Linked DNA regions of Zea mays: region 1 is linked to region 2. A link is a contact called in public Hi-C data. All regions are on one chromosome and are shown on one strand. Each heading gives the region's core, a stretch centred on a gene start, on an enhancer-like site or on the middle of the called end of the contact. The rest is flanking DNA. Distances are from core to core; before and after follow the strand shown. Region 1 holds the start of LOC100501247. Region 2 holds the start of LOC103627860 (serine/threonine-protein kinase VPS15).

Region 1 (2,933 bases), core at 389-2,888, 320 kb before region 2:
TTTGGGACAGGAGGAAGGTAAGCATGTGCAAGGCATCAAATTTAACTGCAGTGTGGAGAACAGCAAATATCCTGGCAAGACAAGTTACCTGAATTGCATTGAAAATTGGTGACCAGATCATCAGTTCAGTTTAGAAATGATGAAACAGTAAATGCAGAAAGATTCATGTAAAACATTCTGGTCAATCATACCATTCTAGTCATTCCTTGCAGTTTCTCCGAACTCATAGTGTCAACTTTGAGTTTATGAACTAGTAACTGCAGTAGGTTAATGGCAAGTTCTACGCACTTAGAACCTACAAACAATGTAATCAACAAAATCATATAAGAAATTAAGCATCAAACTATATTGGACACCAATTAAACAAATAAAACAGTAATACTTTTTCTCGAGTTATGACCCAAAAAATTGGTATTCATGAACCCACAACACAACTGCTAAATACTAGCTAAGACAGGATTCGATAGGCTATGTGAGTTTGTCACTTAGGCAAGCTTTCAATCCACATTTCAAAAGCAGAGTAACAAAAGCGTCTGTCTAGATGCACAAATTTAATATATGCCAGCTAAGACCTGCATCGAAAGTATCAGCCCTAACACAGCGGTTTAGAGACTAAATTGACATTGAGATACATGCATGAAAATTCAATACCATCTGTTAAGCTTAAGATTTGAAGGAAGATCATGTCTATTACACCGGGCTCACAAAACTCATATGCCCCATCTTCAGACGCTATTGCAATAAGTGACAGAAGTTCAAAGCATTCTTCAGTGATTGCTGGATCAGTCCTGCAGCAAACGATGCAGCTACAATCATAAGCAAACATGCATCGCAAGCAAAGCATCAAACGTAGCTAGTGATATCAAAATGGTTGGCCTCGGCTCTTAATAGATTCAAAATAGGATAGCAACTGTGTATTCCACTGGTAGGGATTGCAAAATCAGTAGTACTGCTCCGTTAGTATGGAGTATGGAGCATCAAAAGCTCAAAGAGAACAAATTTCTTACGATTTGGCGACAACCTCGGCGACTAGGGGCACGGTGGAAACGACACCCTCGTCGGCCGCAACCTCCGGGACGCGCGCGAGCCCTGCGAGCACGGTGACGGCGAGCCGCATGTATGCCTCTCGCTCCTCCTCCTTCCCGCCCTCCACTTTCCCCAACCCTGCGCCCACGAAGCAGAAATCGATGAACCACTGACCCCCCCCCCCCCCCCCCCCCACTACCACGAGGCGCGCTTCCAGGCGTGTCTCTTACCAGTGTTGAGGAGGCGTCGGAGGAAGCGGGGCCCGACGGCGCGGTAGACGTTGGCGACGGCGTCGGCGTCGCCCGCGCGGCAGACGTTGGCGGCGACTAGCAGGCCCGCCAGCTTCTGCTCGTCGCGCTCGCCGCGGAGGAGGCGGAGGCAGTCTTCGAGCGGCGGGGCCGAGGTCACCACCGGCGCAACGGTAGCGGCGGTGGCCGAGGACGAATCCTGCAGGGGATTGGGGACGCAACAGGTGAGACCGTGAGAGGAGTGGCGGAGGGAAGGGGAAGTTAGGGTTCAGGGAGCGAGCAGATAGAGAGAGAGAACCATAGAAGGTTGTGGGCTGTGTGGCGGCGCGAGCGAGGAGAGCTTCTGCGCCGTGCCGGACTGCCGATGAACTGAGCGCTAGACTAGAAGCGCCGGGAGATTTCGAACCAAGTTACTCGGTGTCTCGGTGGGGCACAAACCAGTGAACCACGTGACATAAGAAATGTCACAAGGTTTGGTTGCTTGCCGATGAGATTTTTAACTTTTTAGGATATTTTTTATGCGGCTTCGACCATTTAACATGCTTGCGTTTGATTTCTAGGAAATAACACAAATAAGGTGTAATAGTTTGATTTTTCAGGACTCTGTCGTTTGAAAAGTAAAAACGTATTGTTGTCCTAAAAATTTTCATATAGACAGTAAAAAACAAAGTATTCCTGATCGATTACTTTTGTTGGCACCGTCGGATCTAGCCGACTGAGATTCGTCGTCTCTGGAAACAAGAAAATATTCTACAATTTCGCAAATCATTAGGAATAAACTAAACTGCAGCAGGCTAAATTGATTTATATTGTGTGCTTTGGAAAGAGATCTATTTGTTAAGGGTACTGTGGTTCTTTGTTATGTCCTAGAGAGGTAAAAAGGATGGAATTCACTAAAAAGATTGAAATTTGCTATCTAAATTGTTGATGTCCTAAGAAATCAAGGATGGGTGTCGTAATTGTGTCGTTTATGCAAAAACAATAAAACCTTACTCATTTTATCGAAGTAATAAGGAAGATAGATAAAAAAATACAATTATCACTATAGAGAGTCTAAGCTAGATGGTTCACGTGTTAATTGGCATTACATGTTGAGCACATATTAAGGACACCGTAAGAATAACTTTATAGAGGTACTCTAAAAACATGAGTTCAGTATAGTTGCTCTTCTATAATCTGTCATAGGAAATGAGCACAAGAGACTCTCACGATTAAGCCAATGGATCCAATAGCCACTCAATGATCCAACAAACTTTAGACCATCAAGATGACGATAATCTTTGAGAGTAACGAAAGTGTGACCAACCAAGTTACCCCACTAGTGTCACGAGATGCAACAACTACAAACAATTCAGTAAAAGTGATCTAGTTTTACCCAAACACTAAACTACAAGTTGTAAGTGAGTGGAGTGTGTTTCTCTAATCTCATTATATGTTCACTATTGTATAGAGTTGGGAGATATCAGTCATGGTTGGTCATAGATCTATTTATAACCCTATAAATGGATCTAATTGTTGTCTCTTGTGACATATAAATCAAGGTCACTGGACATGTCCATCGATTCCTGCACAATACATGACATACATGTATTGTGAATAGTATTACGTATCCAATGCGCTCACCAGGCAAGTCATACATGTTTGGTGAATAGTGAACCA
Region 2 (2,700 bases), core at 49-2,548:
TATAGTCAAAACACTTACTTATTCTCTGATATTATTAATAATATCTTCTAACATTTTGTGATACAAAGTCATTGCTTATATCATTGAGATAAATCTCATCCAACAACTTTTTTTGATATATAGAATCGCCAAGCCATTTGATCTCTCTTGAGTTATTGTTGGCCATAAATAGTTCACAAAAATATTTCAATTTTAAAAAGCTTCTCTCTATCGATGTAACCATCATATGTATAGTAAATAGTACTCTCTCTATATCAAAATAGAATTTGTTTTGCTTCTTTAGCAGATTCATCATCATCTAGTTGAATATAAACATAAAAATCAAGAGCTAAACTATCTTACGGATAGAGTATTCGATAAGTAATTGAGATATTAGTTTAATAATCTAAACGAGACTGGTCGATAGCGCAATCGTTTTTTGCGTATTTGTGTCTAGAATAGATAAATTTAATAGGAAAAAATGCTAGCGTTTAATGGCTATGGGGCTCTATATTTTTGGGGCTCCGGTGCGGCCGTACCCTCGGCAACCCCTCAGGAACGGCCTTGCCTGGAAGGCTGGAACAGCATGTCGGTGACGCCGAAGACGCCCAACTGGAACGTGACTGTCGTCCACACCATCACATACGCATACGCCGCATGGCCACCATGAGCAAACCGCTCTGACTCGCGCCATGACCAAATATCTGAATATGAATATCAAGAAGAGGGAGGGAGCATCTACACTCATGCTCTTTCACGCAGCGCTCGCCGAAGTCGGGGCTCCGGCTGCGTAGCCATCATCGACTATGCCAGGCGAAGTTCGTGTGCCAGCGATGGGATCCTATATATACTTAGGGGTAGTTTGAGAGCCATAAAACCGGACGGGATTTGAGGGGATAGAATCCCCTTTCTATTCAAATTTGAATAAAAAGAGGATTCTGTCACCTCCAATTCCCTCCGGTTTTGTGTCTCCCAAACTAGCTCTTATGGACTACAAATTTTCAGACCCTAGATGCGATAGGAGACACAGAGAAAGAAAAGTAACGGTGAGAAGGCGGCTATCGGAGGAGATCGACGCCCAGAGAAAGGAATCCGCGTCGTAGCCATCGTCACCGTGACGCCGTCGCTTGCCCTTTGCGCCTATTGCCTCATGGGCTCATCCGCTCATGGCTGCTTCGCGTGGGAATATTTTCCACCCCGAATGACCAGGCGCCATTCCAAGCCAGAGGCAACAAAAAATGTCTGGACTCGACTGGCACCGTTCCAGGGCGGGGGCAACAGGGGCTTAACCGAACGCGTTTGTTTTGGGCAGGGGTTGTTTCCAGGAGGTGTGATCCACGGGGATGGGTCCGTGATCCCGGCCGGAAAAGGCTTAACCGAACAGCGTGCGAATTGCGAACGAGGGTCAGCGCGTTCGAGCCCAATACACCACAGCACGGCACGGCACGGCACGGGGCCACACATGACCAGACCTGACCTGATCGATCGCCTACGCCCCACGCAACGCCACGAGCCCACGACGCACCCCGCAAGCGAAGCAAAGCAAGCCCCAGGCGGCGCCGCCGGCGGAGGACGCGATGGGGAATAAGATCGCGCGGACGACGCAGGCGTCGGCGACGGAGTACTACCTCCACGACCTGCCGTCCACCTACAATCTCGTGCTCCTCGACGTCGTCAGCCGCGGCCGCTTCCTCAAGTCCGTCCGCTGCAAGCACGACGAGGGGTTGCTCCTCGTCAAGGTCTACTTTAAGCGCGCCGGCGAGTCCATAGACCTCAAGGTAATCCGCCCGCGGCCGCGGCTGGCGGCTGCTCGCAGGCGCCCCGCCAATCCCCTCGTGACTTTATTCGGATTTGGTTCCGGATCGTGGTCGTGAGATCCCGCTGCTGGTTTTGCAGGAGCACGAGCGGAGGCTGGAGCGGATTAGGAACGCGTTCAAGGGGATCGAGGGGTCCCACGTATGGCCCTTCCAGGTGAGGATTCCGTGCTTAGGGCTTACGGTTTCGCCTGTGGGGCGTAGGCTGTAGCTTCATAAAAGAGGGGGCATTGGCGACGCTATTCCAATGCGCAATTGCATGTTTTACTGTGGTTTATCGGATTTTTATCCCATGTGCTGCATGTATGTTTGGTTCAGCTAAGTTTACAGTACAAGGTTTTGTGTTTTTGGCAATAAGTTAATTTAACCGCCCTTTCAAGTGGTGTTGTATTTTTTTTGGCATTATATGCTGCGAGTTACCTATTTCGATTAAGTCCTGATGAAAAGTTAGTGATATAGCCAGTTTATTTGGATGTTTTCTTCCACAAGCTGGCATGTTACTGAAATACTAAGATAGTATGAATCAATAAATGTACGTTGCAATTCAGTTCACTTGCTGAATTGGCTTCCAGTGTTGTTCAGGTTTGGCTGCAAACAGATAAGGCAGCATATCTCTTGAGACAATACTTCTTCAGCAACTTGCAAGATCGGTTGAGTACACGCCCTTTCCTCAGTCAGGTTGCAAAGAAATGGCTTGCCTTTCAGGTGACGTCTCTTTTCTTTGGTGTGTATTTACAAAGGCGTAGAAGTTGATCCTGCTGGTGTCCATAGCTCATAAGGACATATATTCTCTCTGTTAAGTGCAGATATAAATATTAAACTAGAATTATAGGGTGTTTGGTTTTAGGGACTAATTTTTAGTCCCTCCATTTTATTCCACTTTAGTCCCTAAATTGTCAAATACGAA

The links. Hi-C and Micro-C count contacts between places; a contact is called where the count stands out from the background.
Region 1: a contact with region 2 is called in a Hi-C map of leaf, with 8 times the contacts expected there. The contact joins the promoter of LOC100501247 here to the promoter of LOC103627860 in region 2.

What each region holds. Positions count from the first base shown.
Region 1 is chr5:222,473,886-222,476,818 of Zm-B73-REFERENCE-NAM-5.0, reverse strand. LOC100501247 reads right to left here and starts at 1,638. Exons shown (of 18, transcript NM_001196019.1): 1 at 1,573-1,638; 2 at 1,257-1,473; 3 at 1,008-1,164; 4 at 652-788; 5 at 192-295; 6 at 1-88. The coding sequence starts at 1,575.
Region 2 is chr5:222,152,329-222,155,028 of Zm-B73-REFERENCE-NAM-5.0, reverse strand. It overlaps LOC103627860 (serine/threonine-protein kinase VPS15), which reads left to right and starts at 1,298. Exons shown (of 12, transcript XM_008648172.2): 1 at 1,298-1,757; 2 at 1,876-1,950; 3 at 2,376-2,498. The coding sequence starts at 1,557.